2 separate regions of the Zea mays genome follow, and region 2 is linked to region 1. Evidence: chromatin contacts called from public Hi-C data. All regions are on one chromosome and are shown on one strand. The core of a region is the stretch at or near the end of the contact, and the rest is flanking DNA. Distances in the headings are between cores, read along the strand shown. Region 1 holds the start of LOC103649905 (deoxynucleoside triphosphate triphosphohydrolase SAMHD1 homolog). Region 2 overlaps LOC100304403.

Evidence for each region. Hi-C and Micro-C count contacts between places; a contact is called where the count stands out from the background.
Region 2: a Hi-C map of leaf shows a contact between it and region 1, with 4 times the contacts expected there. The contact joins the enhancer-like site here to the promoter of LOC103649905 in region 1. A contact is called at or near these places in 4 of 25 Hi-C or Micro-C datasets (ear, leaf, root tip and 1 more).

What each region holds. Positions count from the first base shown.
Region 1 is chr3:29,642,289-29,645,488 of Zm-B73-REFERENCE-NAM-5.0, forward strand. It overlaps LOC103649905 (deoxynucleoside triphosphate triphosphohydrolase SAMHD1 homolog), which reads right to left and starts at 1,563. Exons shown (of 19, transcript XM_008675588.4): 1 at 1,216-1,563. The coding sequence starts at 1,386.
Region 2 is chr3:29,924,186-29,927,385 of Zm-B73-REFERENCE-NAM-5.0, forward strand. LOC100304403 reads right to left here. Exons shown (of 21, transcript NM_001165839.1): 21 at 1,704-1,938. The coding sequence ends at 1,891. Among protein-coding and RNA genes, the nearest start is that of LOC100304403, 35 kb to the right of the region's middle. Within about 2 kb of position 1,501, at least 11 of the 20 cell types and tissues checked have an H3K27ac peak or open chromatin away from gene starts, as enhancers often do. A contact at or near this core is called in ear and leaf, where this site is marked.

The sequences.
Region 1 (3,200 bases), core at 313-2,812:
ATAAATTTCCTATTGACCCTTATGCAGAAGTCTACAACAATGTTTCTAAAATGTGAATACATTGCTTATCAATAAAAATGGTCTGTAATGCTATTTAGATAACACTGGATCCATGACTATTCAAGACTGAAATTAAAGGAGTACAAACGTAAGTGGTTATCTATGGTGTAAAGTAAAACGCCAAGCCTAAACACTTTATAATATGTAAAATGGTTATGAACAACATCAGAACGGGCGGGCCAATATAGACTTGTCATGTACACCAAACGGTCGCTCTTTCTCCAGTGGAATGTCAACGCCAGTAATGCACAGATGAAACTGCCTACCTATCCAAAAGTGGAGAACTAAAATGCCGAAATGATTTTAAATTTCATTTGCGGTATAACATCTGAGGTCAGGTTCAAGTCACATGTAGCAGTCAAAGCAAATTAAACTAGCCACCGGAGACTGTTTATGGGCCAATAAGTCAGGCGCTCCCTCGCATGGGGGTATAGTGGACTCCTTCGATTTCCATGACCTTTGACTCGGTGAAACAGCACCAGTCTGCCCTTCAAAAGTAAGGCTAGCATTATTCTCAAGTTACTCCTAGATTAGAATAAATAAATGTACCCCCATTGAATTTATTAATTTGGAGAAACGAAACGCCACATGCATAGCTAACCATTCAAGGAGTCCATACGCCACACCAACATCAACATGCAACATTACAACACATGAACAGGAGTACAGGACCAAATACCAAACCATAAAAAGCACAGCGCAACAACTAGAAGCACATGAAGAGATGGAATCTACTGTGTCCAGGCACTTGGCACAAAAAACTGAAGGAGCAGACAGCGGAGTAAACCATAAAAAGGGTGAACTATTGCTTTCGCACGAGCAAACAACAGCATCGCAAGAGTAAACTGCGGCCGCGGAAAACGTAGAATCAAATGAAACAGATACGGATGCATATCAGAAAACCCGGAAGGGCATTACATAATCCTGCACCGCGCCACTAGCGGTAGCAAGGGAGACGAATTGGGGGCAACGCGAGCGGCAAACCGAACTGATGTAAAACAGCATTGAACATGCATCACCAACCAATTCATCCACCTCCGAGGGGCAGACGAAGAAGGACCGACACGATCAACGATCATCAATCAATCCACGAGCAATGAGGGGAGGAGAGATGAGAGGAGGGGCAGCGAAGTAAGGATGCAGCGCGGAGCTCACCGGGTCTACGGAGATGCTGCCGTGGAGGTTGTCGAAGACCTGCTTCACGTAGCTGCGGTCGCAGCTCCCGTAGCTTGGCCTAACCGCCGTCGCTGGGGACGAGGAGGGGAGCGTCAAGGGCGGCGCCGCCAGCGCGGAGTCCCCCTGCGGGGAGGGGCAGTACTCGCCCATGTCTGCGCCGCGGTGCGGTTCTCCTCTCCCACCGGCGCGTTCGAGTTCCCGAACGCCCGGAGCGCGCGCTCGTGCGTCGTGGCCTCGTGGGGCGCGTTGCGACTTTGCGAGTGAGCGGGTTGTGGCGTTGTGCTTTTCGGAGGGGGGATGGGTGGGAACGTGGGGTGGCCGCGCCGCGTGGGAAGCTGAAACAGGCGAAGCGGGGAGGCCAAGAAAAGAAAATGGGTGCGAGGCAGACAAGAAAAGAATCCCGGAGAGGGGATTTTGAGGGTTACGTTACCTTTTTATTTAACGGAAGATTTACTTTCCATTTTGTTGCACCATTTTTTAATTTAAAAGTCATTATAAATTCTCTAGAATCAATCAAAACAGTGCCGTCTTTGGAACCAAAGTATTTCAAAACTATTATTTTGAAATACTACTTTTTAAATGTCATAATTTTTTTACATCACTCTTAACAATACGTGTTTAGAGACAAAATATTTTGAACTATGATATTTAGTATATACGTGCAATGCTAGTCGTAGGCAAAAACTTTGTGATGGAGTGAAGTTTTAAATAATCTAAAAATACCATGATATCTATAAAATCATGGTATTTAAAACAAGGTTTTTTACAATGTAGCCAAACAATTTTTGGTAAAAATACTATGGTATTGTTCAATACTATGGTTTCCTCTAAACTTCAAAAATATTTTACTCCTAAACACCTCCTAAACTTTTGACATGATAAAATTAAGCTACAAAACAAGGTCCTTAATCCCACATTTTTATTAGGCGGCACTGCCACAACGTGGTAGGGTCGGGCGATCGAGCATCGGGCCCTTGGGCCTTCGCCTTGCCCTTTTGGGTTGCGTGCTACCCTGGAACGTACCGGTAAAATAATCGTGGTTCGTCAGCTCGCTTGATTCATGGTCAGCTCAATATAGCTCGGCTTGATTCATGGTCAGCTCAATATAGCTCGACTCGACTCGTTTAAATATTTATGCGAGCTGAGCTAATATTCTAGTTCTGTTCGTTAACGAGTCAGTTCGATTTGTTAATGAGCCAGCTCGCGAGCTAAACAAACTATCACATTTCAGTAAAACGAAACTATATACATGTCGTTTAGGTATAAATTGATGAACATGTTATATGTATATGTAGTGTTTGTTGTTTATGAGTTAAATTAATGATCAATAAATTGTGTCTATGTGTTAAATTGATCTATGCGATTATAATTGTAGGTTAAACCAACGAACATGTGTGTGAATAGTGAATTGATGAGTGGCGATGAGTTGTGTTAATTTGGTGTTACATTGATGTGGTCTGTAAAATTATGAGTATAATTATTATTTTCTATTCTTAAATTAGTTTGAAACTAGTTAGAAATTGATTATTGTGTACATATTGTTTTTTTCTACTCTGTCTCACGCCTCGTTAGCTTAACGAGTCGAGCCAGCTCGTTAGCTTAATGAGCCAGCTCGAATTCGGACGAGCCGAGCTAGCTCGATATCCAGCTGCATCTCATTCTTGTTGTGTATCTGAATGCCATGTGGCTCGAACGCTAAGTGGAACCACCTGGACGTCTATAGCTGCCAGTGCCACAGTGGGGCCATGGGAAACAGAACCACCTTGCGGAATTTTGGGAAAGTATATTCCATTCCTCGTGCTTGCGGTACCGCCATCCCACAATTCTATGAGGTCCTCAACTCCTCTCTATCAACTTTATGCATTACCGTTAAGAATAAATCATTTCTATCAACTATTCGAATAAAACGATCAAAATTTCTTATTTCTACTGGTATATAGTCCGTACTAATGCTATGATCTTGA
Region 2 (3,200 bases), core at 251-2,750, 280 kb after region 1:
AAATGAGTCAAATTAGTATAACATCCTGTTTGGACGTGAATTGGAAATTAGAACCATAATTTCTGAATTTTGTTGTTTGATGGCTAATGAATTTAGAGTTGTAATTAAAGTCAATTCCTCAACATTGGACTATGACTAAAAGTTGTCTCTCATAATTTAGAGACTAGACCCTCTGTATTGACGGGAATTGCAATTCCAGGTACATCCAAACAATAGATTTGTATTACAACTCATTTTCAATATTAGACAGATTTGGTATTGGATGCAATTCAATTCTAACATCTCCAATATCTACATCTAAATGGACCCTAAGTTGGATCAAGTAACAACACTATATAAAGATACTTTTCCGTAACGAATACTTACAACAACACCTATTTAGTGCTCCATCCATCCAAAATATAATTCGTTTTAGGCTAAACATATATTAATTAATTAATCATGAATGTAGTTTATATGCATATCTATATTCATTATTATTCACTCAAATGTGGATAGATAAAAGATGGCTAGAATGAACTATATTTTAGGATGGAGGGAGAGTAGTAGATATAAGCATCGTTGCTTTTTTTATAAGTCTAATTAAATTTAAACTTACAGCCCGTTTGGATCATTAGAATTGAATTCCATTCTAATAATAGTAATTTAGACATATATCAATTAAGCTAATTCAGTTTTATGCAAAATATATTTGTATACTATTATTAGCAAGATGTCGGAGATATTTATGTGCTACATTTTTACTATAGGGAAGTGAGACGAAGAGTGTCATGTAAATTATAGATTAGAAACCAATTCTAGTAATGCATAAAATCATTTCTCACCCTCCACCCCATGAATTTAAGATAGGCTTATATCTGAAATTTAGAAAGTGGTGGAATGTCAAATTCCAAACTAAATAAGTTACTTTATTGAGTGAATTCCAATTCCTCTAAAATGAAGGGATCCAAACGCCCCGTTATTTGATTTGACTCAATATTATCTTATAATTATACTCACTCCGTTCTGAAATATAGTTCTTTCTAGAATACTTTTTTCCGTCCAAATTTATTCAAATGATGATAAATATAGACATACATAAAAATTGCATTCATATGTTACTTAATGAATATGTGATTAGTCTAAAACGGATTATATTTTGAGACGGAGGGAGTATTATCTTGTAAGATCGAGACGGTTTGTCTCTTCAACTTGTTCGAACCTTACTATTCATCAAATTTGATGATTTCACGTTGTGCTCAACGGTCACTGTAGTGTGCTCCTATGTGAACTGGACCGAACGTGTATGGTAAGGGATCGTGACACACACTGCGACAAAACAGCAGATCATGCACCAAAAGATAAGATTTCTGAACAGTGTGGATACCTATGTGATTTGTACATATGTAAGGCCGGTCCATTCTGTTTCTGGCGTATCAGTGTCACGTATGAAACCTACTCGCAGACCTAGCGGATCGATGGCCATGGCCATGCTAGTTATTTCTCGGGCGTGAACCGTGACCTCATCATCTCCACGCTGCCAATTTTGAAGTCACAAGCCAGGCAGGCAGACACCGCCCACCAGGTGTAGGGCGGACGACTCCTGGCAAAGATAAAATCTCAAAGAGCATCTTCTGGGGCCGCCCAATTCTTTTTCACCCGATTACATTATTGAACTATATCTAGCTGTGCCTGGAAGCCAAACGCGGAGCTGCACTCGTTATGGCAAAACTCTAGCTCTTCTGAGTGGGGCAGAAAATATTAACATGTGTACTTGGCATTTTGGTTAGTTTTACAACACAATCGTCTAGTATTTTACAGAAACAGAACACTTGTGCACCACGCCGATCAACCAAAATGCTACATACATACATTAGAAGCAGCGTAGAAACAAGTGTAATATAGCTGAAACTACTTGAAGAAAAGACCCTTCTTTCTTCTTCCTCTTCTCTCAAGAGCCTGCGAAATTGAAGGTAGACATTTCACGTTTAGTGTTGAAACAGCAGGCAGGTATAAATGCGCACATGATGCACCAGTTCAATATCAGCAATCAGCTCACCATGTTTTTTTCCATTCCATCTCTTTAGGGCTTGTTCGGTTCTACCCCAATCCATATGGATTGAGGGGGATTGAGAGGGTTTCAATCCCTAGTAAATCAAAATCCCTCTTAATCCGTATCAATCCCCTCCAATCCATATGGATTGAAAATAACCGAACAAGCCTTTAAAGGGTGGATGACACAAGGGGATGATCGTGGAAGCACATACGTGCCAAGTCACCATTTGTACACTAACGCACTCTACACTGGCAGAACAGATTCTCTAAAAACATGCAGGTTCAGGAACAACAGGCAATGGCATTTTTTATCACATGATGGAGCTTCCTAGACACCATCTGTGATGATTAAAAGAACAATTTATTTGATAAATATAAGATGAGGCACACTTTGGGTGCCTCCACCGCCCACCCCACAAAAAAACATCTATTTAAATAGTATATTTGTCGGTGTTAACCAAGATACAACGTAATTGTCATGCCGCAGATCAGATCAACAGGAGTCCCATGACATTCAAAATGACATAAGAAGCGACACGACAATAGATTTTGGTGACCTAACTTAAAAAGGTTTTTAGAAGAACATATATGGTAAAAGCATACAAGTCTCAATCATACAGAACAAACTACCAACAATTCAGCAAGTCCATAGTTTTATATTTGTCTACTGATAGTGTTCCAGAGAAGAGGTGAATGTTGTGCGGTGCCATCAAACATGCTAATAAATTTAGAACAAGTACCACCACTGTTCAACCTGATCTCTGGCACCAGTTAGTTTTTTCAACTGTATACAAATTGTCCGATTTGCTATCTTGAACCGAAATGTCTAGAACCGTCCACCTCACAGACACACAGGCACATAAAAGGCAGTTGTTTCTGACTAAGTGCCCGCATGGCACCGAAATGAGTGATTGCTACCTTGCTGGCTAACTCACCGTGTAACCGAGTTTAGGCGATAGTTGTGTGTTACCCGAGTTGAGGCATTTGTAAGCACTCATGTCGTAGTGGTCTAGACCGAACTGAGTTTTTTCTTAATGCAAATACATGTGGTTCTCCTTCATATCCTTAAAAAATAGATTTTTGAGGTTGCAAAGTGGAATTTTTTTAGTTCAAATCAAATAAAAAAAAGGACAGACCTAATGCCGGAGGCTCCTACATGAGTTGGA